Linked DNA regions of Mus musculus: all the other regions are linked to region 1. The links are chromatin contacts, called in public ChIA-PET, HiChIP or PLAC-seq and promoter capture Hi-C maps. All regions are on one chromosome and are shown on one strand. The core of a region is the stretch at or near the end of the contact, and the rest is flanking DNA. Distances in the headings are between cores, read along the strand shown.

Evidence for each region. Promoter capture Hi-C pulls out the DNA fragments that hold promoters and counts their contacts. ChIA-PET counts read pairs in DNA pulled down with a chosen protein or histone mark. HiChIP or PLAC-seq counts read pairs in DNA pulled down with a chosen protein or histone mark.
Region 2: a contact with region 1 is called in a promoter capture Hi-C map of pre-B cells, with 3 times the contacts expected there. The contact joins the promoter of Vps39 here to the promoter of Ttbk2 in region 1. A contact is called at or near these places in 11 of 39 promoter capture datasets (the 3T3-L1 cell line, the C10 cell line, HPC-7-derived erythroid cells and 6 more), 2 of 484 Hi-C or Micro-C datasets (embryonic stem cells and nephron progenitors), 7 of 115 datasets of contacts at active chromatin or transcription factors (astrocytes, bone marrow-derived macrophages, double positive thymocytes and 3 more) and 2 of 9 other capture datasets (adipose tissue and liver).
Region 3: a contact with region 1 is called in a promoter capture Hi-C map of pre-B cells, with 2.7 times the contacts expected there. The contact joins the promoter of Map1a here to the promoter of Ttbk2 in region 1. A contact is called at or near these places in 2 of 39 promoter capture datasets (cranial neural crest and pre-B cells), 2 of 484 Hi-C or Micro-C datasets (both in embryonic stem cells) and 1 of 115 datasets of contacts at active chromatin or transcription factors (bone marrow-derived macrophages).
Region 4: a promoter capture Hi-C map of pre-B cells shows a contact between it and region 1, with 2.2 times the contacts expected there. The contact joins the promoter of Trp53bp1 here to the promoter of Ttbk2 in region 1. A contact is called at or near these places in 1 of 39 promoter capture datasets (pre-B cells) and 1 of 115 datasets of contacts at active chromatin or transcription factors (bone marrow-derived macrophages).
Region 5: an H3K4me3 HiChIP or PLAC-seq map of bone marrow-derived macrophages shows a contact between it and region 1, with 5 times the contacts expected there. The contact joins the enhancer-like site here to the promoter of Ttbk2 in region 1. A contact is called at or near these places in 4 of 39 promoter capture datasets (the 3T3-L1 cell line, cranial neural crest, frontonasal cranial neural crest and 1 more), 2 of 484 Hi-C or Micro-C datasets (bone marrow-derived macrophages and nephron progenitors), 5 of 115 datasets of contacts at active chromatin or transcription factors (bone marrow-derived macrophages, large pre-B cells, memory CD8 T cells and 2 more) and 1 of 9 other capture datasets (liver).
Region 6: a contact with region 1 is called in an RNA polymerase II ChIA-PET map of memory CD8 T cells, with 13 read pairs. The contact joins the enhancer-like site here to the promoter of Ttbk2 in region 1. A contact is called at or near these places in 2 of 39 promoter capture datasets (the C10 cell line and neural stem cells), 1 of 15 datasets of contacts at CTCF or cohesin (large pre-B cells) and 8 of 115 datasets of contacts at active chromatin or transcription factors (bone marrow-derived macrophages, embryonic forebrain, embryonic stem cells and 4 more).
Region 7: a contact with region 1 is called in an H3K27ac HiChIP or PLAC-seq map of microglia, with 4 times the contacts expected there. The contact joins the enhancer-like site here to the promoter of Ttbk2 in region 1. A contact is called at or near these places in 3 of 39 promoter capture datasets (the C10 cell line, neutrophils and pre-B cells), 2 of 484 Hi-C or Micro-C datasets (the Ba/F3 cell line and pre-B cells), 5 of 115 datasets of contacts at active chromatin or transcription factors (bone marrow-derived macrophages, craniofacial prominence, embryonic limb bud and 2 more) and 1 of 9 other capture datasets (pancreatic islet).

The regions. Positions count from the first base shown.
Region 1 is chr2:120,848,411-120,852,067 of GRCm38.p6, reverse strand. It overlaps Ttbk2 (tau tubulin kinase 2), which reads left to right and starts at 1,650. Exons shown (of 16, transcript NM_001024856.2): 1 at 1,650-2,012. It overlaps AV039307 (expressed sequence AV039307), which reads right to left and starts at 1,412. Exons shown (of 4, transcript NR_038350.1): 1 at 1,303-1,412.
Region 2 is chr2:120,351,093-120,354,749 of GRCm38.p6, reverse strand. Vps39 (VPS39 HOPS complex subunit) reads left to right here and starts at 1,613. Exons shown (of 25, transcript NM_178851.4): 1 at 1,613-1,835. The coding sequence starts at 1,763.
Region 3 is chr2:121,287,710-121,291,366 of GRCm38.p6, reverse strand. It overlaps Map1a (microtubule-associated protein 1 A), which reads right to left and starts at 1,765. Exons shown (of 7, transcript NM_032393.2): 1 at 1,495-1,765; 2 at 546-647. The coding sequence starts at 1,732. It also overlaps a transcript of Trp53bp1 not described here.
Region 4 is chr2:121,269,839-121,273,495 of GRCm38.p6, reverse strand. It overlaps Trp53bp1 (transformation related protein 53 binding protein 1), which reads left to right and starts at 2,089. Exons shown (of 28, transcript NM_013735.4): 1 at 2,089-2,224; 2 at 2,788-2,972; 3 at 3,187-3,277; 4 at 3,508-3,592. The coding sequence starts at 2,218.
Region 5 is chr2:120,444,690-120,448,346 of GRCm38.p6, reverse strand. Ganc (glucosidase, alpha; neutral C) reads right to left here. Exons shown (of 24, transcript NM_172672.2): 17 at 1,805-2,048. Among named protein-coding and RNA genes, the nearest start is that of Capn3, 17 kb to the left of the region's middle. Within about 2 kb of position 1,811, at least 49 of the 459 cell types and tissues checked have an H3K27ac peak or open chromatin away from gene starts, as enhancers often do. A contact at or near this core is called in bone marrow-derived macrophages and neutrophils, where this site is marked.
Region 6 is chr2:120,498,161-120,501,817 of GRCm38.p6, reverse strand. Capn3 (calpain 3) reads right to left here. Exons shown (of 24, transcript NM_007601.3): 15 at 2,833-2,850; 16 at 494-607. Among named protein-coding and RNA genes, the nearest start is that of 4931402G19Rik, 31 kb to the right of the region's middle. Within about 2 kb of position 1,752, at least 92 of the 459 cell types and tissues checked have an H3K27ac peak or open chromatin away from gene starts, as enhancers often do. A contact at or near this core is called in memory CD8 T cells, where this site is marked.
Region 7 is chr2:120,538,405-120,542,061 of GRCm38.p6, reverse strand. Zfp106 (zinc finger protein 106) reads left to right here. Exons shown (of 22, transcript NM_011743.3): 4 at 2,570-2,767. Among named protein-coding and RNA genes, the nearest start is that of Zfp106, 24 kb to the left of the region's middle. Within about 2 kb of position 2,086, at least 151 of the 459 cell types and tissues checked have an H3K27ac peak or open chromatin away from gene starts, as enhancers often do. A contact at or near this core is called in bone marrow-derived macrophages, heart atrium and microglia, where this site is marked.

The sequences.
Region 1 (3,657 bases), core at 401-2,900:
GCATGCCCAAGACTGAGGCAGGAAGATCAAAAAACTGAGGCTATTCAGGGCTTCATGGGGGCTACAGCCTATCTTTAAAAGAAAACAATGAAGATTCCACAATGAAACCCATTTGTATCTTAACCTAATTTTTAAATTCTACCTGTTTTTGTAGCACATGTCTGTATTGAATAATGGGGGAAAAAAGCATTTTCCAACTTTCATCAATAGAAACAAAACAATCTGGCAACGCCTTCATGTTTGAATAGAACAAGATGACCTCACCATCAGTTGTCTTTTGTTTTGGTTTCTGTCCAAGAGTCTGCACATGACAGGCAGTAAGGATGTCTCCTGCTTGTAAAGGAATATAAAGAGGATGGTAGTTCCTTAACAGTAAGAACACTTTTGTCACCTAAGAAAATATTTGAAAGTAAAAGTGAACCTTTGAGCCGGGTGTGGTGGCGCACGCCTTTAATCCCAGCACTCGGGAAGCAGAGGCAGGCAGATTTCTGAGTTCGAGGCCAGCCTGGTCTACAGAGTGAGTTCCAGGACAGCCAGGGATATACAGAGAAACCTTGTCTCGAAAAACAAAAACAAAAACAAAAACAAAAACAAAAAGTGAACCTTTACAATTCATACCATTGCATCCTCTCTGTTCCTGGCAAACTCGTGGCAGTCATTGCAATTGTTAAGGAAAAAAGAACGTTGGGCATACAATATGGAATAGGTCCGCAGTTTGGTTTTGACATCAGTTTTGTGATCTTGGTAAAGTTTATTCTTAATTTTTAATGTCTATATAATGGATAGTAAAGAAAGAAGAGGGACTTACTCTTAGGTTTTGTTTTGTTTTTTTTCACCAAAGAGCTTGGCACATTCAACATGAAATACGTCTCCCATACAGCCTCGGTGTCCCACCCTTCATAGTTAGTCTTTGTGTGTCTTGAGCCACTCCTGCAAACTCCAAGCTTAGAGTCCCAGACTGGTCCACATGAAAGTTGTTCATTGTCTTTATCAAAAAGCCAATGAAATCTTTTTTCGTGGGTTGTGAATGGGCACTCCCTCGCCAGGCTGACATCTTTGTAACTCCTTTCTTTTCTCCCAATACCTTCGGGTTTCCCGGCCCTAGTTAGCAGCTTAGGTTAGGGGACAGCGCCCATTTCCCAGATCCTGGCAGCTCTAGGTCTGAGCAGGCGAGTAGACCTTAAGCAATGACCCGGCCTCACGATTCTCGACGCGACCGCCTCAGTGACAAAGCATTACCAATTTTCTTCCAAAGGGCCCAACTCTGTGGCCATAAGCACGCTGAGCTAGGAGAACACCTACTGAAGTCGGCTCTCAGAAGCACTGCGCCTTACATCTCTCCTCAGGACAGGCCGGCCGTTGCAGCGGAGGCTGGAACTACGAGTCCCAGAATTCCCAAGCACACGCGCACTGTCATTGTGATGCTCCTTTCCCGGTAACTCGCCCTCTCAGGCAAACCTGAAGATAGCGGCAATTCTCCGGTGGGGGGCGGAGACACTCTCGGCCCAATTCTCCGCCCCCTTCCTGATAGGCAATGGGACTAGCCAACCGACGCCACAGGCTGGGAACGTGCTCTCCAATCAGCACCCGCGGCGGAGAGGTGGGCGGTGCGCGCTGGCAGGGCGGGTGGGCTAGGCTGTGCGGCTTGCGGGGGGGAGAGTAACGTCGGGCCGGGTCAGCGGGCGCTGCAGTAGTCGCCGCAGCGGCGATGGGAGCGGTAGGGACGAGGAGGCGGCGGCGGCAGGAGGAGGAGGAGGAGCAGGGGCTGGCACGAGAGCAGCGGCCCGGGACAATCCGCAGCAATACCCGCAGCCGCTGCCGCCGCCTTTAGACGCGGACGGCATCCGAAGGGACCGCCGGCCGTCTAAGCCGCGCTCCGGTCCCGCCGCAGTGGGCGGCGGGGGATGGGCAGGCGGTGGCGGGCCCGCCTGCTGAGCGGTGACTCCTGCCGGTGCGGACCCTGAGCTAGACCCTCGTCCTCCGTCAGAGATCCTGCGTCCGCCGCGGCCCAGGTAGGACACACCCCCGAGCCCCAGGGCGTCTCCAAGAAGCTTCCCTGCGCCCGCCTCATCCCTCGTTCAGCTCAACCGAGGCGTGGAGGGGAGACTGCCCGAGACCCCTGGGTTTCTTATGCCCACGCCCTGAGGCGACGCCAGACCCAAATTGATCCTCATCCCACAGATCTTTCTGGTTCTGCCCCATTTCCCCGGAGGCTTTGGGTGCCTTCCCTGAACTTGGAGGTTCATGAAGCTGCTTCGTCTGTTTCTGTGGGTGACCCATATATCACTTGTACTCATGACTCTTCTGGCTACCAGGACCGAGCAGAGAGGAGTCTTTTGAAATTATGAGCGTTTCATTCTATCTTGCTTTTCCCACTGTAATGGAAGAGTGACGGGACTACCGAATCTCATTTGTGTGGTAACAAGGAAGGCCGGGACTTTGTAGTATTGAAGTAATGACCAGAGGGATTTGCTTTGACAAAGATGATGCTGTTGATACGCGGGGATGCCAAAAGAGGGACAAAAGAGCCTACATATACGCACTGTCGAGTCAGAGAAGTAAATAATCATGGGGATGCTAGGATACCTGATCCTTAAATGAAGTTCATTTTGTTTCAGTTGTGGCGCTGCCTTAGAGGTAAAAATGACATTGAGTTGTACTTTGCTTTGGATTAAAGTTGATAGGCTTCTCTCCCCTAGCTTTGGAAGCTGTCCTTTAACATTTAAAGAAGACAATTCTATTTTAACCTGTATATGATGGGAAGATGTTATTTAGTAGAATTGAATGTGTGTGAGAGAGTGTATTGTGAATGGACTCAAACTCTCAAATACAAGGAGGATTCAGGCTGTGTTTTGTTTCAGTGTTTGGTTTTGAGCCATTAATAGTTGCAGTGACATTAAACATGGACTTGCCAGGATAGACTGCAAAGATGTATCTGTTTTCTTTCAGCAAAGTGGACTAGAATAACATTCATTTAAGGAGTAAAAAAAATGAGGATTTTTTAAAAAGTATTGAGTGGGTTGAATACTTTTTACTTTTTATGTTGCGATTTTAAAGAAGCTGCAATGGTGACAGATATAACAGTATGCCATCTTGGAGAATCTATCCTGATGAGGATTATGATCTATTAAAAATTAAAGCATAATGAAAGAACTCTTTAACGCAGAAGCTTATATTTCCTGTATGATGAATTTTTATAGACACCAGAAAGGATGTTTGAAGCATGACTACAAAGGAAGGTTTCTCTAATAGTTTAACTTTATAATGGAGTGTTAGAAACTGATTTTCCTCTTTCAGTTTTGGACACATAAGAGACATTAAGGCTCATACATAACTTCATTTTATTTATAATTTCAAACTGAAACAATTTAATTATGAATAGAAAGCTGACTTAGAGATTGTATCTTGTTCATCATCTTGTATATGGTTCATGTATCATTGAATTCCATGTTGTATATGACTTCAGGTTCTCTTGTTAGGTACTGTTTTTTTTTTTTAATACCCCAGGAAAGCTGAGCAATTATGTAGGACTTCATATATCCTTAAATGTCATGTAAGAAATGAAGTTTGTATAATTTAAAAAATTCTAGGGAGCAATTTACACATAAAGATGCATTCAAAATGTGATAGTCATCGGTTGTTTAAAAGTGTTGAGAT
Region 2 (3,657 bases), core at 364-2,863, 500 kb after region 1:
GGAAATAAGGTATTGTCTTAAGGTTTTACTGTTGTGAACAGACACCATGACCAAGGCAAGTCTTATAAGAAACATTTGATCAGTTGATCCCATTCTGGATTGATTGAGTCAAACGGATGTTTTAGTAATGTCTCCAGGTGCAGTGGCCTGAAACATTTGATCAGTTGATCCCATTCTGGATTGATTGAATCAAACGGATGTTTTAGTAATGTCTCCAGGTGCAGTGGCCTGGAGGCCAGGACAATGACTCTGTAAAGTGTTTGCCACACAGCATGAGGATCCGGGTTCGTTTGGATCCGTGTCATCCATGTGACAAAGCTAGTGCCCTTAACACTGAGACTAGAGACAGGTGGGTCCCTGGAGCTTACTGGCTTGCCAGTGAGCTAGGCTGGCTAGTTGTAAAAGGGGTGGATATGTCTCAGAAACGAGCAAACAAAAACACAGGCCATTTCTCATAATGTGGAAAACAGCTGAGGAAGACATCTATCTGACCTCTGACCTGAAACATTGGTCAGTAACAGTGGCTCGCCAGAAGTGCTTACCAGATTGCATCTTCATTAATGTATCTGACCTTTGGGCGGGCTTCTCTAACATCTCTTGCAGGTAGATTCTGAGGTTGCTTCCCAACATCCTCCAGTGCACACATAACAGTCCCGTATGCAATCCCTAGGGGATTATGCCCGGGCTAAGGAACATTAGCCTATAATGGCTTTCCTGTTCAAGTGTATGAACTTACTTGAGTTCATACTACTCTCCAAAGTTTGAGTAAAGTTGGAATGAGGTCTGAGCCTGAATTTTTCAAAACTTGCTTGACTAGGCACTAGGAGAGAATCACTGGTCTACAGCTTTAACAATGTAAACCTAAGGTACAACTAAGAATTAGCTGAAATGTAATGATGGTACTGAAGCAATCTATTGACTGGCTAGAGTGTGTCAGACTTGACAGATGTTCACGATTCTAAGCAATCTTATTTTGAAGAAGGTTTTGCAGAGTATGAAAGTAAGGCCTGCAACAATCTATTTCCAAAGAAAAAGAAAAGCCAAATTTCCTAAGTGGTATATCTCCAACCCAAGACTGACGCCAAGGCAGAAGTTCCTTTTTCCTCCGTGGTTGGGAGGGCTGGTTTTTGAGACAGGGCCTCATGTATCCTAGGCTGGCTTCAAACTTGATACGTACTGAAGATAACTCTGAACCTCCTGCGTCCTGGGATGTCAGGCTGCCATCTCTCCTGACACGCAGCCCAGTGAGCTAAATTCCTCTTTATCGCGAGGTCTTCACTAAGTTGACTGCCTAAAATCAGTTTCTCGGGCTGGCGAGATGGTTCAGTGGTTAAGAGCACTGACTGCACTTCCAAAGGTCCTGAGTTCAATTCCCAGCAACCACATGGTGGCTCACAACCATCTGTAATGGGGTCTGATGCCCTCTTCTGGTGTGTCTAAAGACAGCTATAGTGTACTCATATAAATAAAACAAATAAATAAATCTTTAAAAAAAAAAAAAAAAAGATCAGTTTCTCTTCTACCACCACAAACACCAAGGGACTCTGAGCAGCTGGTATGGATGTGAACTCGGGTTGGGGGCGGAGCTTCTGCTGCGGAAGGGGCGGGCTTAAGGCAACAGGAAGTCCGGCGGCGAGGATGGAGTTGTTGCTGAAGGCCCTGTAGCAGGGGTCCCTGGTGGAATACGAGTCTTCCCTGTTTTCGGACGGCAGGCTCCTCCCAGCAGCAGGGGCGGGACAGTGGCGGTGAAGCTCCCGCAGCCATGCATGACGCTTTCGAGCCGGTGCCGATCCTGGAAAAGCTTCCCCTGCAGATCGACTGCCTGGCTGCCTGGGGTGAGCCGCGGGGCCTCGGGTCAGGGAGGCAGCGGCCCCTCACGCCGAGCTATAGAGAGGCAAGGCGTCTGACCCTGTGGGTGGGCTGCGGACGCAGGCTGTCAGAGAGGGCGGACGTGACTGGACCCCGGGCGGCTTGCGTGATTGCTAAGGACAGTCCATTTGTGGACGCTCCGCGCTCTCTCTTGTGCGCTATGCAGTTGGAGGCTGAGCTCACATTATTAATGTGCTCTGTTGGGGCCCATTTCGGTTCCCAAGAAGTCTTGAGTGAAAAGGGCAAAGCCTGCCAGGTGCTTCACCTTGTTAAATGATTGCGGTGTGTTCTAGGTGACAGACAATGTTAGCACCGTATGCTTCAGAGCATTTAGTGTTCACTTAGTTTATTTTTCCTTTTAGTAGTTAGCTCATATAACTACCTTATGTCGTGAGGTGCCCAAGTTACCTGACTGAAGTGGAAGAGCATCATAACAGATTGCTGTGAAACCTGACCCATGCGACCTTGTATACTTTTTCTTGGGATTGACCAATGCAGAAAGCAAGGTCAGCATCCTTCATGTTTTCTGGAGTTCAAGAACGTAAATCTTGGCTCTCAGGCTACATCGAGTGCTTTTCTATGCATCGTTATTACCCATAACAGGCTACGTAAAAATAATTCAGTCTTTTCTGTTAATGTCCATGCCCTAAATATCAAGAAACATCAAGGGCCCATACAAAGGTAAAGTTCAGAATCTGTACGTAGAGTTTACCCTAAGGAAGGCACCACGATGGACCACAAGGAAATGTTGATGGTGACCAGTGTGCCGAGCATCTGTTGCTAGCGCTTCCCAGGCATCCTTGCAGGTTCTTTGTGGCCTCCTTAGAGGGATTCACATCTTTTTTTTTTTTTTTTCCCTGTGCTCTTCTTTGAGCAGCCCCTAGCCTCTGTAAAATAGTACCTCCAATGTAAACTGATGTAGTCCTTTGAATTAGGGAGAGAATAGAACCCAATTTCCTACAGCCATCTCAAGAAAACCTCATTTCCTGGAGGAAAGTGCTCTCAATAGAGAATAATACATGGAGGGGTTCATTTCTCTTTTGTTTCATTAAATATGTTCTGGATACCCACCTGTACCGTTCTCTCTACTATGGACAGGAATACAAGGATGAATGAGAAATAGTATCTGTGTACCCAGAACACTTTGGGGGTCAAAAGCATGAGGACAGGTTATGACACCAGATAGATGATACCAGAAGTGTGTGCTACCTATTTCAACACGTAGGGCAGGTATTCAGTTCAGTCTAAGGCAGAACATCCAAGCAAGATGAGTGCAACTGCCTGCCACACACTTGCCTTAGCGTGTCACAGTCATTGACTGCTCCTCTGAGAGAGACTCATTGACTCCACATTGTCAGAGTAAAGAGGCCACTTAGCTCAGCTCCTCAAGACCAGCTTGGGAATGATAAGTGGCTTTTGTCCTGCTTTGACCCCACACCAAACAGGAGAAATGCCCGGTCCCCTCGGCTACTAAGGTCGCTGCTGGAGTACAGGAAGGTTGTTCACTTTCAGGCTTTAGATAATAACTATTGCTGCTTTAGCACTAGCAATTATTGCTACTTCTAGTCATTGTACCTTTTGTGTATGTTGGTCTGGAAAGTTCATCTAGCAATCAGAACATGAAGACCCAGACAAAATTTAAGCTGAAAGACTGGCATAATCTGTCTCTCTTGTGGGCAACAGAAATGAGGACATTGAAGGTTTCCTTGAGCTCCAGTTATAGAATCCAGCTGCCTTTTTGGCATTGGGATGTCTAATAGCATGACCCTAACAAGACAATTTTTGGGG
Region 3 (3,657 bases), core at 516-3,015, 440 kb before region 1:
CTAGACGAGTTCTCCCACCCATCAGACCTGATCTCAGAATCAAGCCTCACAAATCGAGGAGACCTTTGTCCCAGCCTGGCTCCCTGGGTGCTGATCTGATCAGCCCTAGGTGGCAGCCTTCTGTTCTGCTCTGAAGATCTGCTGGCTAAGCCAGGAGGAAACAGAAAAGAATCCTGGAAGGTGGGCTGTGAGAAATAAGGGTCTGGGGAGGTGAATGAGGCATTCTGGGATGTTTATAAAGAGAAGCAAGAAAGCTGGGGTATGCAGAAAGGGAACACAGAGGAAAAGCTTTTACCTGCGAGTGGTTTGATCACTTTCTTAGTGCTTGTCAGCTGCTGTGTACAACAACGTTTTTCCTGACAAAATTATGCTCTACCATCATATTGAGTGGTTGCAGTGTGTACTGGGCATTATCCACAGCATGTGTAAATAGCTGTGGAGCCATCAAAAGTCCCTCCCTTTTTACCTACCCAATCCTCCCATAAGGCCAGTTCTGGCCTGGATACTGGACCCAAAGGACTGAGACAAATAACCCTAGTCCTAACCTTTGACCTCTGAGGAGAAGTGAGCTAGGTGCCGGGTAATGAAGAGTCTCAACTGTTGGTTCAAGTCAAAGGATGATAAGTCAATATTCCAGGAGAGAATCCCTGTAAAAGAAAAGGGGGAAAAAAAATAAGAGGGTTCTAGTCAAAGTCACCCACAGAAAGCATTGCCAAGCTCCTGGGAGAGGAAAGAAATGGGAGGTGATGCCTCCAAGAAGGATAGCTAGTACCTGCTTTTTCCCCTTTCCAGAGGGCAAAGAGCAGAGTTTAGAATGGGCTTACTAATAAATGAGCTTGGAGTTTTTGTTTTTCAAGGCAAAACAGTTACGGTAGAAGTGACACGCAAGGGTCTATTTCCATATACTGTAGGTTTCCATAATGATCCCTCTTGCTAAATCAGATTCTAGATTCTCCTATGCCCCCTCCCTTGCCTCCATCCCCTGCTTCCACCCGCAGGTGGCTCCGCAGCACTGCGCCACAGGCACGGCTGAGGGAGGTGAGCTGCAGAGCCACGAAGGTCACTCTCTAAACTTGGCTGCCAGCATTCAGAGATTTGAGATGTGTACCTCGCGTTCAAAAACCTCCCCTAAAGAAGAAATTGTAAGGTAGGGACATGGACTTTTCAGGGTCTGATGAGGACTTTCGGATATATGGTCCAGTGGCTTCGGGAAAGGGGTGTGACCAGAGGGACCCCAGGGTCTCCACGGAGCTTCTCCTGCTCCTGCTCCGGGACACTGCGGAACAGAATGGGGTATGCAGAAAGGATGGGCAAGCAAGGTGTTGGCAGCTCGAGAGGACAGAGGCACATTCATGGAAGATGCAGGTGACAGGGTCGCAGGTTTCGGGAAGTGCACATAGAGATAGAGGAGACAGAAATGTGCACTGGGAGATGAATGCAGATGGCGGAGAGGCATGGATGGAGTACTGCGTAAAAGCCAGGAGAGCGGCTCACCTTGTTCAAGGTGGGCCCGCACGGCCCTCAGCTGACTCTCTGTACCGATATCGCCGATCACGATGAGCAAGGAGTATTTCCGCAGGTCCCAGCGCGCTGCCGCTACCGCGGCACCGGCCTCGCAAAGAGGCTCCGCCGGGTTCTGAGCTGGCGGTGCACCGAGGCTCTGGAGCCCCAGCTCCGGAGTTGTCTCCATGGCAACGCTGCCAGGCCGCGCGGTCCCGGCTTCGGTCGCCATGGAAACTCCCGCGGAGTGTTAGGCTAGCTGCGTCCGCTGCGGGGAGAGTGCGCGCGGTTCTTAAAGGCCGGCGGCAGGAGCCGTTCATTGGTCACTGCCTTCTAGGGGCGGGGCTGAAGCGCCGCAGGGGCGGGGCGGGGATGCGGTGGTTGTGCCGCTATGGGTGGTGGCTGCAGTCATCCACCTGCAGTTTTCCTGACCAAGTGCCCCTCTCCGACTTGAGCCAGGGTAAGGGTTCTGCGAGACCCAGCCGAGGGCGGAGTCCAAGGCGCGAGAACAACATCCATCTAGTTAGGCTGTGTCTGCGTTGAGCACAGTGTGGGAGGCAGTTCCGCAGCTTCTCTCGAACCTTGGGGAGCCATCTTGCCCTTCGCTGTCTCGGGGTTTCTATCGTGGTCTCCATCTGGCAATTATCGTTGTCTCTATTTTTCCCCCCGCCTCGCTGCATGCCAGGGTCTAGGTTACCAACCTGGGTTTCCCCGTCCTTGCCCCGAGCTCCGGGCGTGGTCAATCAGGCTGCGCAGTATTGGAGGGGACAGGATGACCTTCCTACCCTGAGTCCCTGGAGAGTAGTTATTCCAAGGATAGTGGTTGGCTAGTCTCCATATTTGCTGAGTGCAATGAGCTCAGACTGCAGCAAAGAGTATTTGAGTAAAACCCAGGAAAGACTTCCCAGCTACTAGGGATGTGACACAGTGGATAAATTTAGGAGACCATGTAATTACTGTACAGAACTGAATTAATATTCTCTGTCTTTCCCTCTCCTTCTCTCCATCCCTTCCTTTCCTTCCTCTCCCCTTCTCTTGCTGAACCCCCAACTCCCCATTCTTCAAAGACTCTCCACCACTACAGCTGATCTTACCCTGAGTCATTCTGTTGTGTGCATCAGAGAGAAGGCCTGTGTTTAGGCTCCAGTTATACTTGCTTTTTCTTCCATTTACCTTGCACTTTGGAGATGGTAGAAGAGAAGAAAGGCTACGGAGATGATTCAGTTGGTAAAGTACTTCCCTGGCAAGCAAGTGTTCAGGTTCTCAGAACTGTAAAAAAAAGCCAGGCACAGCGGTGAGCACTTGGAATCGCAGAGATGGTAACTAGGAGGGAGAGACAGATGAATCTCTGGAAGCTCGCAGGCCAGCTATACCATTGAGAGACCCTGGTATCTATAGTACAAAGAAGAAAAGGGTGTCTGAGGGACACCACTCCAGGTTGTCCTCTTGCACTCACATGTGCACACATGAAATCCTACTCCTTAAAAGGATAGAAAAGAGGTAATAGCTGATACCTCAAGCCTGCCAGTGAACCACGTTCTGACTGTTAAGTACCTCACAGAAATCTTAGCCCTATCTTGAAACATACTATACCTAACCATCCAGTCCATACTGTAAGTACTTTGGACATGCCATGAAAATCCTTTCTGTAGCAGAGACAAGAAAACTACTCTCAGGACATCAGATGGTAGGGTGCCTCTTCCCATACACTGCCAGCTGCAAACCCGAATCTGGAAAATGGCATGGGAAAATGTGCAGGCCTTTACTACAATCATAAAGAGTGGCATATGTGGCAGGAAGCCAGAGTGGAGCAAGGGGACAGTTTCCATAGCAACTGTAGAGATGAGCCTTTAGACCAGCAGAGGGTCTCTGTCTAAGGGACAGCAGCAATTAAGTACAGAGTCAGCTTCCATTAAGGCTAGCAGAGGTTAGACAATAGATATAAATGGTACAGGAGGAATCACACTCAGATTAGTCAGTAGGGCCGAAATTTAGGACTCTGATTTTAGATCCTGCTATAATCAAGTCTTAGTAATTAATGGCTGCAAATGCAGACTGTAATGGTGCTAAAAAAAAATCACACATGTGTTCTGTATAACTACGCAGTGGTCCCGTTGCCAAAGGCAGACAAGGTCATAGAAAGATTGGCTCCAGGTA
Region 4 (3,657 bases), core at 840-3,339, 420 kb before region 1:
ATTACAGATGGTTGTGAGCCACCATGTGGTTGCTGGGAATTGAACTCAGGACCTCTAGAAGAACAGTCAGTTGGTTTAACCCCGGAGCTATCTCTCCAGCCCAGCTTCCTGTATTTTCATGTCTTCTGGGATAATTCAATGACTAACTTAATCACCACACTAACAAGGAGTTCAGTTTTTCTTCCCAGTATTTTTAATTTTTAAAATCTCTTGATTTAGTTAGTAGTGGGAATGGCTCAGGTTCATTTACTTAATCTTAATTTAATGTGTCCTTCTTAGTTTTATGAATTGAAGTTCCTTTAAGAATTATTTTTATTTGGTTTGTATGAGTTTTTGCTTGCTGTATGTATATGCAGTGCCCATCAAGGCCAAAAGAGAACGTGGGATTCCCTGGATTTGCAGTTACAGAAGGTTGTGAGCCACTGTGTGGGTGGTGGGAATCGAACCTGGGTCCTCTGGAAGAGCAAGCAGTTCTCTTAACTGCTGAGCATCTTTCCAGTGCTTAGTTTTATGAATTTTGACAAACACATTTTTTTAAAACATCAAAGTAATCAGAAAGACCTGGGTCTATGTCTCTCTAGGGGAAGAGAGCTGCAGTTGTCATGGTGGCCCTGAGGAGAGGGCTCTGTGGGAGTCAGCTCAGTCTGCCCAGTCTTAGACCTAGTTGGTCTCCTTCCTCTCAAGCTAAGCAGACTGATACACTTAGTGCTCTGCTATAGTTGAGGTCGGCTTGAGGTGGGGTCTTTTTTTTTTTTTTTTTTGATTGCATTGATTTGATGTCTAGTACTCAGTAGAGAAACTCAGGAGTCAATCATGAATGATTTTAGGATTAAGAGGTAAGATGTGTCTCTGTGATTTGGGTCATTTTTGCTCTACTTGTAAAACATTCTAGGATTGGAATTTTAGTTATAACAATAGATCCTAAAATTTTCAGAGCGATTTCGTTTAAGCTGATCCTTTTGTTCCCACAAGTAATGCGTATGAAGACAACATGCTTTGATTTTTGGGTTAGGAGAATATGATCACTGTAATTTATAGCAGCAGAGAGGAGATTGGCTGGTAGGATGCTCCTCTCTAAGCTTGGCTTATTTCAAGTGCTAAACTGGGCATTTATAGAAGTTGAGAATCATGTATGGGCTGTGCCTAAATAATTCTGAGTCTGGAGTAGAGAAAACCGCCTCCATTTTAATGCCTTCTATGTATATTCTTGGCACTGTGCTAGGTGCTTTCCCTCCTGACAGCTGCTTGGTTAGAATTCTAGCCCAGATCCAACGGCTCTTTAAATTAAAATGACAGTGAAACCACATATGTATCTTGAGCTCAGTTCATTAATAGTTGTCACAGCTGCCACACCCTTTATAAGACCCTGACACCATGATTAGGATAATTAAATCTCTGGGCCTGGATCCTTTAGGTCATTGAGTTAGTAGGGGTGACAGCTGTTCTCTTTGCTTCTAGTTTGAGGATTACAATGCTCAGTTCGTTCAATGGGAGGTGCAAAGCGTCTGGGGCTGCTGCAATTCCCTAAAAGAAAGGGCAGAGAGAGACAAATAGGGAAGCTTGAAAGGGAGTGGGAACACGAAGACAATATAAAACAACAAAATCAAAACTGCCAGAGACATAGAGTGGGAAAACGGAAGCCTTTAAATTCAGGCAGAGGTCTACAAATGGGATCCTGATCGACACTGGCAAACCCCACAGAGGCTTCTCTTCCATTTCACCATTTCAGAAGTACTAGCTCTCCTCAATTCTCCTCCTCTTTGCCCTTTCTTTGAAAATCCAGGAGACTCTCCTTTTCCACGGAAGTCAGTGAAGGGGCCGAAGCCCTCAAGTGTGAGTAGTGAGTACCCCCGTCCTTCAGGCAGGGGTTTTTATTTCATGCCCTCTTAATGTCCCTTCGGTTCAAGGATACTGTCATGCTGGCTGTATTAGGGGGAGGGCCTGCGACGTCCATGCTACCATGGAAACACGCCGCCGTGTTCCTTTTCTTACGCTGGGGGCGGGCACTTCACCTCAGCCACCTATCATCCATAGGATTTCCTGAGTGGCAGACAACAGCAGCGAATGGGCGATCCGATATTGCGTGACGTGACGGGAAAAGGGGGAGCTCGCGGCCAGTGGCGGCGGTGGCGACAGTGGCGACCTGGGGATCGACCTGGAGGGGCCTGGGCAGCGTGCAGAAACCTCTAGATCCAGCGCGAGGCACCTCTCGCCGGGATGCCAGGTAGTGCTGCGAGCGGAGCCGAGCTAGCGGGCCGCAGAGGCCCGGGTGGCGGGCTTGAAGGGCTGGCCGCCTGGAGGGGGCGGGGTGGCAAGCATGGCGGCGGTGACGGGGACGGGGTTGGAGGGCCGGGGAGGGGGTGGGGAGGCAGCCGCCGCGGTGGTCCTGAGGCCGCATGAGGGCCGTGGGCTTCCCGCCCGCCGGGGTTGCGAAGAGGTCTTCCCGGGGCTCAGTGGCGTCAGAACGCGGGGAGAGTTGTGTGGGGGATGGAAAGGGGCGGGGAGAAGAGGTGAGGAAGGAAGCGTGTCTGAGGGAAGGTGAAGAGAAAGGAGGGAGGGAGGGGGAGATCGAAGGATCCAGAGGCGCGGTGGTAAATAACGGAGAAATGAGGGCTGGGGAGATGGCTGAGAAAGTGCTAAGAGCGATTGCAAATGTGGGCTACTGGGTAGCCCTAGAATGGTCCCTTTCTCGATCTCACACTTCCGCCCCTTTATTTAGTCTCAGATTGTGTGTGGAAAGCTCAATAGGGTTACTCTTCGAACTGATCTTTTGTTATTCCATTCCAGGGGAGCAGATGGACCCTACTGGAAGTCAATTGGATTCAGATTTCTCTCAGCAAGACACTCCTTGCCTGATAATAGAAGATTCTCAGCCTGAAAGCCAGGTTCTGGAAGAAGATGCAGGCTCTCACTTCAGCGTGCTATCTCGACACCTTCCTAATCTGCAGATGCACAAAGAGAACCCCGTGTTGGTGAGTGAGTGATGATGCCCTGTTCAAGTTATTATTTTTTTCTGACCCCCCTACACCAAACTAACCCAGAAAATTAACGTGTTTAGTTGATTGTTAGCTTTTGGATAAAGTTGGTGGGGAACGAAAAATGAAATCAACGTGTTCTCACCCACAGAAAGGTCCCTGTTGTACTACTTTGTGTACTGTGAGGATCTTATGTGCTCATGTTTTCTAGGATATTGTATCAAATCCGGAACAATCTGCTGTAGAACAAGGAGACAGTAATAGCTCATTCAATGAACATCTGAAAGAAAAGAAAGCTTCAGGTGAGCAGTTGAAGGCTTGGCTCTCTGCAGTGTTTAAGGTCCTGTGGGGGCAGAACGATTTAAACATGCAGTTGAGATTATGTGTAAGGAAGCCTAGTTTGTTATCTAGTGTTCAGTAAGCCTTTGGATACCCGTGATTAGTTTGGTGTTGCCTCCATTTCTCAATTTGTATTAAAATTTGATGGCAAATGTCTTCTGTGCTAATATCCACCTCCTTCTGTCTTTTTCAGATCCTGTGGAGTCTTCTCATTTGGGTACCAGTGGTTCCATCAGTCAGGTCATTGAACGGTTACCTCAGCCAAACAGGACAAGCAGGTAAACTATTGTTTCAGTCAAAGGAGTTGATTTCAATTTACTATTCGATCGACTCTTATCTGTAC
Region 5 (3,657 bases), core at 562-3,061, 400 kb after region 1:
ATTATTTTTGGTGTTAAATGTTTTGCTAGATTTTTAATGTTTTTTAGTATTATACCTCCCCAAAAGGAATTGGAAAATACAAAGAGCCAAGATTCTTTCTCCTATGACCAGAGAGTTTATGAGCAGTTGCTATGGTTACTTTACATTTATTATGTGAAAGAGCTTTCTATCAACTTGAATGTCCTAGTGGAATATTGAGACATCTCTTGTGTGCCACACTCCTGTCTGACTATTGAGTAACTACCTACCACTGCTGCAGGCAGAAACTAAGGCAAGTCTAAATGTGTAATGTTTCTTTCTTTCTTTTTCTTTTTTCGAGACAGGGTTTCTCTGTGTAGCCCTGGCTGTCCTGGAACTCACTCTGTAGACCAGGCTGGCCTCGAACTCAGAAATCTGCCTGCCTCTGCCTCCCAAGTGCTGGGACTAAAGGCGTGCACTACCACGCCCAGCTATGTGTAATGTTTCTGGTGTGAAGTAAATGTTGACAAAAAAAAATCACACTTTATTATAATGATAATTTGGTGCCACTTCTTGCAGCCAGTGACTTTCATGTATCATTTAATTATTATTTATTTAGATGAAAGGAACCGATTTTCCTTGCTTTCAAGCAGTTAACACTCTTGGGGAGGGTGAGAAATTGTCAAAATTTTAAATAGATGTTGCTTTATATGACCCATCCAGGAGGCATTGAGGTTCAGAGAAACAACAAAACCTTCGCTATCTGGGACTAGATAGTGACTTAGTGTTTCTATCCATCCTTTAATTTTATGAGGATGGTTTTATTTAAGTATGTGTGTACCCTTTGGGTACAAGTGCTTGCAGAGGCCAGAAGAGGGCACTGGAACCCTTGGAGCTGGAGTTCCAGCTGATTGTGAGCTACCAGACATGGGTGCTGGGAGCCAAAGTTAAGTCCTTTCCAAGAACACTCCAAGAGAGATTTTAACTGCTGAGCCATCTCTCTAGCACCAAGAAATTGATTTTTTTAATTTAATTAACTAACTAATTAATTAATTAATTAATTAATTTATTTATTTTTGGTTTTTCAAGACAGGGTTTCTCTGTATAGCCCTGGCTGTCCTGGAGCTCACTCTATAGACCAGGCTGGCCTCGAACTCAGAAATCCGCCTGCCTCTGCCTCCCGAGTGCTGGGATTAAAGACATGCGCCACCACGCCCGGCTTGAAATTTATTTTTTTTAATTTTAATTTTTTTTTAGACTTTTAAAATTATTTTATGTGTATGAGTGTTTTGCATGCAGGTATGTATGTGCACACATGCATGACTGGTACCTGTGGATGTCAGAAGAGGGCATTGGATCCCCCCCAGAACTGGAGTCAAATGTAGTTTGAGGCACCATGTGAGTGCTGGGAATTGAACTCAGGTTCTCAGAAAGAGCAACAAGTGCTTACCAGCTGAGCCAACTCTCCAGCCCAATAATTTTTAATAAATGAAACGTGTTATGTATTTACCAGCCTTTGCAACACTATATTCTGTTTCTACAGAACGGTAAGAAAGCAGGTGTCTCTAACCCTGGAGGATGACTAGAATTACCAGGAAACTCCTGGCCTCATGTAAGTTTAGGAACTGCCAACACATAATATTTCCATCTCTCAGGATAACGAGTACTTTAATCATGAGAAGTAGGAATCTAGTCAGAGGCAGCACCACAGGCAGCCCCACAACAGGAAATGAAGCTGACTGAAACCTGACTAAACACACAGCTTTTGTTCTCCTTTCCCAGGCCCTGGTCACTGAGGGGATCTATGGGTTGGCTGCTGGAGCTCCTGATAAGGGTGCCCTGTTACCTCATGACGGGCTGAGAAGACACGTGCGTGTGGTAGAACAGAGAATACAGATAGGGCAGGAGGGCGTAGCGCTGCCTGATGGCTTCCCGGATCAGCTGAGTGTATTCTTCCCCAAACAGCCAGGGTTCTCGTCGCTTGGTGTTCATGGTGGCATGGCCTCGGAAGAAGGGCTGGTAAGCTCCAGCCTGGTACCAACGCACAAGCAGCTCTGCCTCAGGATTGCCAATGAAGCCACCCACATCAGCTGGTTACACAGACAAAGACCAGATGAAGAAACCACACTCGTAACCAATAATGTGCTAAGGAAAAATAAGGCCTCGAAAAAAGAGAGGAGACACTATGTGCATACTAAACTCGACAGGCAAACCTATGGCCTCAAATAGGGGAGTCTGAGCCCTGAACACCAGCCAGTGATCTCGAAGAATGCTCTGTGATTTCTTCTTTCCTTCTTTCTTTTTTGTCAAAAGGTCACAGGCTTTTCAGTAAGAGCAGTTGTCCTATGTGTTCTGGATCTTCCATTACTCGGAAATTACAGCCTCCCTGGTTAGGAGTGTGTCTGTGCACTGAAGGAAAGGTGGCTGGTAATGTATTTCTTTTGAAAAGAAAAGCTAAAATATTATCAACCACAGAGCAGCAGTCAACAGCTTTGGGGGTTTAGGTAGAATTTTCTGCTCACCCCGTGGGCAGGACATGTATTTCTTGCCTGTGGACCAATGTTATGAAGACACGTATATCCAAAAAAGTGTTATTAATTTGTTTTTATTCTTGTAGAAGATAAAAAATCAATCAGACCTGCATCTAGAATATACTGGAGGCAGTATATTCTGAGCACCTTCATGTTGGTAACATTTATTGGCATTGGATTCTCAGGATGAGGGATGGCAAGCCACCAGACATGTATTTTAACTACATCTTTTCTAAGAACACATCTTTTGTGTGTGTATATGTGTGTGTGTGTGTGTGTGTGTGTGTGTGTGTGTGTGTGTGTGTTCATGTGTGAGGAGGCACATGGAGGCCACAACCTGACTTCAGTGTCTTCCTCAGTCACTCTTTTATTATCTTTTGAGACAAGTTGTCTCATTGAACCTGAAGTGTATTGATTGTCTAGACTGGCTTGTTAGCAAGCAACAGGAATCCTCCTGTCTTGGCCTCCCCAGCTCTGGGATCACAGGCATGTGCCATTGCATCTGGCTCTTTTACAGGAGTGCTGGGGTTCAGAACTGAGGTCCTCATGTTTGTGTAGCAAGCACTTTACTGACTGAGCCATCTCCATAGTCTGTCTGGTTTAGACAGAGTCTAGCCAGACCTCAGAGGATCTAGTAGCTCAAGAAAACCTTGAAACCTTTGATCTTTCTATTTCCACATCCCGGTCTGGATCATAGGTATGTGCAATCATGCATGTTTTTATGTGGGGCTGGGGATCAAACTGAGGGCTTCTTGTGAGCTAGGTAAGCCTTGGAGCAACTGAGCACATCTTTTTTTTTTTTTAAATTAGATCTTTTCTTTATAATCATTTCAAATGCTATCCCGAAAGTTCCCTATACCCTCCCTCCACCCTGCTCCCCTACCCACCCACTCCCGCTTCTTGGCCCTGGCATTCCCCTGTATTGGGACATATAAAGTTTGCAATACCAAGGGGCCTCTCTTCCCAGTGATGGCTGACTAGGCCATCTGAGCACATCTTAAAGAAGAAAAAGTTAAATCATGCTACAGAATCTTACATCTACTGAGCACAAAATATCTGTAAGGCTGATTCTCTTATTCCCTTGGCTACCCTGCTGCCTGTCACACCCCAGGCCTTGAGCATGCTAGGCTAGCACTCTACTGAGCTAGGTTGGCTTTGGTTTGCCAAG
Region 6 (3,657 bases), core at 503-3,002, 350 kb after region 1:
GTAGCTAAGTCCTCAAAGGACCCCTCCCTCCCCACCTGGTAGGTTCTCTGGGATGGAGGGCGTGGCCCTGGAGTTCTGCAGGACTTCAGGGCTGCTGTCAGACCCCACTTTCTGCTACCATCCCCTTTTCCTCCCTTTGCAACAACTCAAAGACAGTTCAGCTTCGTTCTCTGCAGCTGGCTCGCCTCACTCAGCCTTTGTCTCCCCATGCTCCATTGTCCTGACTGGAGAGGCGTCAGTGGGCTGTTCTTGGCCTATCCTTCCCACCCTGGGACTGGTTTGGTGTGGCAGCGACCTTAAAAGACACTTACCCAAGAAATACCTGCAAAGTTCAGAGGAACTTGCCGGGAGGAAAAGTCAGCAGACAATTCCAAACCCCACAGTGCTGAAGAGACCCTCCCCTGAGAGCTACCATAACCCCTAAGGACCCCAAGAGCATAGCAGAGCCGCCACTACGAGCTAAACTCCCCATCCATGCCGCATGCTCAGAAACCTGTGGGGTTTCCCCTCGTTTCTCGGGCCCTGCTTTGTCTTTGCCCTCCTCTGCCTCCTGGTCCACACCCAGCTCCTTGTTGCTGTTTGCTCTGTCAGAAACGAAGATGATGGGCTGGGGAGGGGAGGGGAGGGAAAGGGGCGGGCAGGAGGGAAGCAAGTATTACAGGCCGACGGACACAAGAGGCAGACGACCCCTGAAGCAGCTTTGTCCACTCAGGAGGAAATGGTCACTCAGAAGCCTGAGTCCCATTTCTGAACTCACAAGCCGTGTGGCTAGGAGACATGCCAAACCTTTCTGGACCTTGAAGAGTACTCTCTCTGTCTCTGTCTGTCTCTCTCCATTTCTGTCTCTGTCTGTCTGTCTGTCTGTCCCTCCCTCCCTCCCTCTCTGTGTTTTGTTTTGTTTGGGACTGAATCCCACTATAGCTCAGTCTAGCCCCTGTGTATACCATCATGTGTGGCTTGAACCTCAGTTCTTCTCAGTTTTATTCATATTTTTAAAAACAGCTAATATGTTCTATAAGTTGGATGGTCCGCTATTGTATCCCACCTCCCATTTCTCCTTGTGCGTTCCTAAGTAACACGCAAAAGCGCTAAGAATGCTGAGCACAGATGATGTGATCGGTGATTATCAAGTACTTTTGTGAATTTATTTTTCAAGTGGAAAAACACTGAAGTCTCCCAGAAATTCAGTGTCAAACCCATTAAAAATGAGGCTTTCAGGCTGGTCGTGGTGGCACACAACTGTAACCCTAGCAGAGGGAATGACCACAAATTCAAGGTCATCCTAGTAGAAAACAGAGCTCTGGCCCTGCAGTTCCCCAGGAACCTCTCATATCCTGCTGCTTGTGGCATGTCTGCTCTGCCCAGCCCTCCTCCCCTCATGTAAGAACTACCTTCAGTGGCTGTTCACACTCATCTGCTACTGCACCTGGTAAAACCTCACTTTCCCTTCTGATAGGGCCTCTGCGGAAGCCAGAGGGTTAGTGAAACTGTACTTACTGTGCAAACCCCGAAGGTACTGCAGAAGCAGGAGGGCTACCTTAAGGCCATATTCATGCAAGTGCAGAGGCCACAGAAGAGCTAGAGAGTGGCCACCACATCCTGCCTGTGCTGGTGTGGTGGGAAACAGCAGGGCTTGGGCCAAAGTGCAGATAATCTTAGCAGCCTCCACTAAAAAAAGCAGCCTGGTCAGGGAGGCCCCACTCTGTTCCTGTGCAGCTCACCCAGGGGGAGCACCAGAGAGAGTCGGGTTTAGCTCTGAGAGGCTCCTTAGACCGCAGCTTGCTTTTATAAACAACGGCTCTTGCCAAAGCAAATGAAACTAGTTGGGATCTCAGAACAAGCGAAGGTGACGGTCTGAGCAGACTAGTGGGCAGGGTGTAGCCATGGGGCATCTCTACCAGCCATGCGCTTATAGACTCACATGCAATCTTGACAACACAAGCCTTGAAGGGTAGGGAGCACTGGGGAGGTGAGGCAGGAGACTGGTCTCGGAGTAGACATATGTGGGACTGTGGTTCCAATGTCCCCAGTTGCTAACTGTGTGGCAAATCACTTTGCTTCTCTGAATGTGAACGCTCACTTATAAAAAGCATAAACAGTGACTACCTTATAGATACTATTATATAGTGGGGTAGGGGCTTGCTATAAGCACTTCACATGGTATATGTTCCCTCTGGGCTGGACCAGCACTCGTGCCAGGAGAACCTCTGAGATAGATTCCTCAGGACCACCATAAGCACCCACACCAAACCTTGTCTGACGGCTGTGTATTTCAGAGCACAGACTCTGTGGAACCCCCTGGCTAAGTGTGGTCTCAGGGAGACTGGTTTGTCTCTGCCTTTTCCCCCTCTAAACACAGGACTGATAATGGAACCACAGTCCAGGATCACTGTGAGGCTGAGCTGAAGCACTTGCGAGGGCACCCAACTCAGCAGAGGCTCCAAGGAAAAGAGGAAGAAGTGCATCTTACACATGCCACAGTGTACACACACATGCCATATGTTACACATGTGTATACATATGCATGCATATACACAAGTATACACACATGCCACATGTTACACGCATGTATACATATGCATGAGTATATACACACATGCCACATGTTACACATGTGTATACATATGCATGCATATACACAAGTATACACACATGCCACATGTTACGTGTGTGTATACATATGCATGAGTATACACACACGTGCCACATGTTACACATGTGTATGCATATGCATGCATATACACAAGTATACATACACGTGCCACATGTTACATATGTGTACACACACATGCATGCATGTGCACACATAAGCACAGTGCCTGGCCCACTCACCTTGTTTTTTTTCTTTTTCTGCATAGAAAGGGGACAGTAAATGAGGAATGGGTGAAAATCAAGTTTCTAGGGTGGCCAGTGGCTCAAGACTCTAGAGTCCAGATATTGTAATCAATTGGAGCTCAGGGGTAAAGGCACTTGCCACCAAGACTGACAACCCAAATGACCCCTGGGAACCACAAAGCAAAACAAGAGAACTGACTGCCACAAGTTGTCCTCTGACCCCCACATATGTGCTTGGGACATGCACATACACGAATGAATGAATAAATTAATAAAATACAATTTTTTAAAGAACACAGAGTGCAAAGGAGGAAGAGTATTCTTCTGCCACATCCCAAGACTGACAGCTGCTACGCTTTGTTCTGCTAATCCGATGCTGAGGAGGGAAAGGACCTTGCCAGTCCTTAAAAATAGAATTGGTCGCCAAAATGTGGCTCATTCAAACCTGTGTGAAAGTGAAGTTTTTTTTTTTTTAAGGAGATTTTGTTTTAATATTTAGGCAAACATGTAACAGGGAGATTCATATGTGTTTCCAGGTTAGGGCTTTTTTTGTAAAATCGGAAGGTTTGGCAATTACACTGGGCGAGCAATGTCCTGTGGCAAGTCAGCTGAGCCCCTACCCAGTGTCTTTAAAAACAACAACAAAATACAAAAAAATCCCCCAAAACAAGCAAACAAAAAACCAGGGTTTCTCTGTGTAGCCCTAGCTGTCCTGGAACTCTCTCTGTAGGCCTTGAAACCACAGAGATTCACTTGTGCCACCACACCTGGCCCACCATGTATTATTTGAAAGCTGTTGACAAACATAGGTATGTAAGGACA
Region 7 (3,657 bases), core at 837-3,336, 310 kb after region 1:
TAAGATTTCTACATTTTTCCATTTTCAGAGACTCTTTCAAAATAAGAAACAGTATTGGGTGTGGGTGTGTGCCCAAAGTTGCTACTGCTTTTGCTCTTCCAAGCTCCCCCTCCCCCTTTCATTTTTGAGACAGGGTCTCCCTTTGTGGCCCTGGCTGGTCTACAACTTGGTATATAGATGGACTAGGCTGACTTTGAACCCACAGAGGTCTGCTTGTCAGTCCCTTAATAATGCTGTTTCTGTTTCCTTTATTGGGGGTTGGGTTACTTTTTGATTTTTGTTTTTCAAGACAGGGTTTCTTTGTGTAGCCCTGGAACTTGCTTTTTGAACCAGGCTGGCCTTGAACTCACAGAGATCCATTGGTCTCTGCCTCTGCCTCCCAAGTGCTGCAGGGTTAGGGTTAGTGACTGCAGCCACTGCCGTCTCCTCTTGCTTCTTCTACTTTTTAATTATATTTTTTATTAGATATTTTCTTTATTTACATTTCAATTGTTATCCCCTTCCCTAATTTCCTCTCCGAAAAATCCCCTATCCCCTCCACCCTCCCCTTGCTTCCCAACCCACCCACTCCTGCTTCCTGTCCCAGGCATTCCCCTATACTAGGGCCTAGAACCTTCACAGGACCAAGGGCCTCTCCTCCCATTGATGACCGACTAGGCCATCCTCTGCTACATATGCAGCTAGAGCCATGAGTCCCACCATGTGTTTTCTTTGGTTGGTGGTTTAGTCCCAGGGAACTCTGGGGGTACTGGTTAGTTCATATTGTTGTTCCTCCTGTTTGCTTCTACTTAGTGCAATGCTGCAGATCAAACCTATTGCCTTATGCCCTGCACTCCCAATGCTACCTACCATTTCCTGTCCAACTGCATTGCATTTTGTTCCCTGCGATTTATTTTTTTGTATGTTAGTGTATTTATGTAGTAAATGCATACCATGTGAGAACCAGTGTCCACAGAGGTCAGAAATGGGTGTCAGATCCCATGGCCCTCAGAAATTCTCTGAGACAAGGAAAAATGTTCTTAACTACTGAGCCATCTTTCTAGCCCTCATGATTGTATTTTAAGATGTATCAGGCATTGTTTGAGTTTTTATAGTTTGTAACTAAGTAACATAGTGTTTTGCTTGGCATTTAGTAATTGTTGGTAAAGTGTTTGTTTTGCTTTGCTTTAAATGGGCATTCAAGTGATTTGTAACAGAAAGTGTCTTCTAGTAAATGAAGTGCTCAGTTTCAAGGACTTCTGTTAATTCATGTCAATTCTGCTTATTTTGATTGAGTTTGGTTAAAACTGGGGGTTGGGGGAGGTGACTGAGTGTGTTTCATAGCATGTGTCTGGAGATTTATATAGGCAGACAGATGTAGATACCCACATTGGTGTGGGAATCACAGAAATATCACTACTATAAACCCATAGCACAAGCACTTAGACTAAGTTTGAATTATTGGACAGCCACAGTTGCACGCTTCTCATTATTGTTGCACAGACAGATGACGTAATCAGGGGATTGAAAGAACTTAGAAACAGTTAAATTATTGATCTGCTACATATTAAAGAGGATTTAAGATTTTGATTCTTAAAACTGGCCAAACACAGTTGGAAAAATAGATAGCTCAGCAGTTAAGAGCACTGACCGCTCTTCCAGAGGTCCTGAGTTCAATTCCCAGCAACCACATGGTGGCTCACAACCATCTGTAATGGGATCCAATGCCCTCTCCTGGTGTGTCTGAAGACAGCTGCAGTGTATGTGTATATATATAAAAGAAATCTTTAAAAGACTGGCCAAAGAGGAGATTTTGCTATTGAGTCAAGTAGAAGAAAAAGTAGACAGAAGCAAGCCAGTCATCACCAGTTTAGGTAAAAGCCAATTTTGTGTGTATCTGGACTGCATCATTTTCTGAAACTGGAGAGAAAACATTTGCCTAACAGCTGCTAACTTCCTACATTTGACATGGTTTCAATTCCCTTTAAATAAGCCTGCTGAAGCAGTGTGTCACATGTATCATCCAGACTAAGAACATTTGCTACTACTGTCTCTTGCCAGGGTCCGGACTCTTCACATTCCAGGCAGAGTGCCAGCTGTTTAATTTTTAGTTACCAAGCTGAGATTGGCTGTTCCCCCTCCTCTTTGCTCCACCCCCAACTTTCACTGGAAGAGCACTTTAGAGCTGGAGATTAAATGGATGTGCTGTCACCAGGCTTTCTGAGTGCAGCTGCCATCATGGGTGTGCCCCAGAGCAGCTTGTCTTTGCTCTGAGCCCCCTGCCCTGCCTCCCCTTTCACCATGTTTCCTTCGGCAAGATTTTAAGTACAGCAATTCAAGAAGATTTCTCCTAAAGCCTATTAATTTGAAGTGTTTTACCTCTTGATTGCTGGAAAAGAATCTTAAATTTATTCCAAAGTAATTTATAAGCAAATATACTAACAGTGGTGAGAGGAGCACCGACTTGATTCCCTCTAACCTTCCACTGTGGCCATCTGCATACAGAGTCTTTCAGAGGCAACTAGCAATCTGGTGAGTGTGCCATGCCAGTGGGGAGCATTGAATGTCCTTCATCTCCCTCTTTCCCTAGGGACATTAGTCATGAGTGCCGAGTGTGCCGGGTCACAGAAGTGGGTCTCTCTGCATATGCAAAGCACATTTCTGGCCAGTTGCACAAAGATAATGTTGATGCCCAGGAAAGAGAAGATGATGGAAAGGAAGAGGAAGAGGAAGAGTATTTTGATAAGGAACTTGTTCAGTTAATACAAGAAAGAAAAGAACAAAGTCGGTAAGTTGGTTTGTTTTTAGTTTTGCTTTTTGAGATAGAATTAGATGTAGACAACTTCTCTGTCCTGAGGATGAGCCTCTAGAGCTTTGTGCAGCAAAGAGTACACTCTACTAAGTAAGCCTAAGCTACACTCAGCCTTGTGATTTGACATTGAAAGATAAGTAAGCCTGACTTTAAGACCCTTAAAGCTTAATCTTATTTTAAATATTAAGTTTTGTTTGAGTTTGCTATCTGAGGACTAAGGACTATGAAGTGCTTTTTTGAACTGTTATATTATCTGTCTTTAAACTCAGTCTTGTTTTTAGTCCTGAAAACTATGGTCTTGGTTACTGTGTCTTGAACTGTTCTTATTATCCAATTTTTCTATGAGAAAGCCGTAGAGTATAAGTAAAATGAATAGACATTTCATCTTTTATCATTTGTATTATTATATTTTTTGTTGCCCAAATAATATCTCTTAGGGGAAAGGATGACCTCTTATAAATTAGCATGGTGCTTTTCTTAAATCTGAATTTTACCTTTGGCATCCTAACAACTATACAGTGCCTGGTTCACTCTAGATGTAATATTAATATTACATTATATTAAAACATTAATATTTTAAGTTTGACAATAGCAAGACTATTTGAACAATATATGTTCCCTAATTGTTTTTCCTAATTTTGTATATCTGTGTTTATGTATTTATGTGTTAGGCATTTATGGTTTTACTTACCTGATTTTATAGCCTGAAGTTTTTTGTTTGTTTGTTTTTAATTGAGCCAGGCAGTCATGTAGCCATAGCAAGTTTTCAGTTTGCTCATAGCGAAAGATGATTCTGAATTTCTGTGTCTGTCTCCCTAGGTGGTGGGATTATAGGTGTGTGCTACGACTTATTTATTAATGTGACA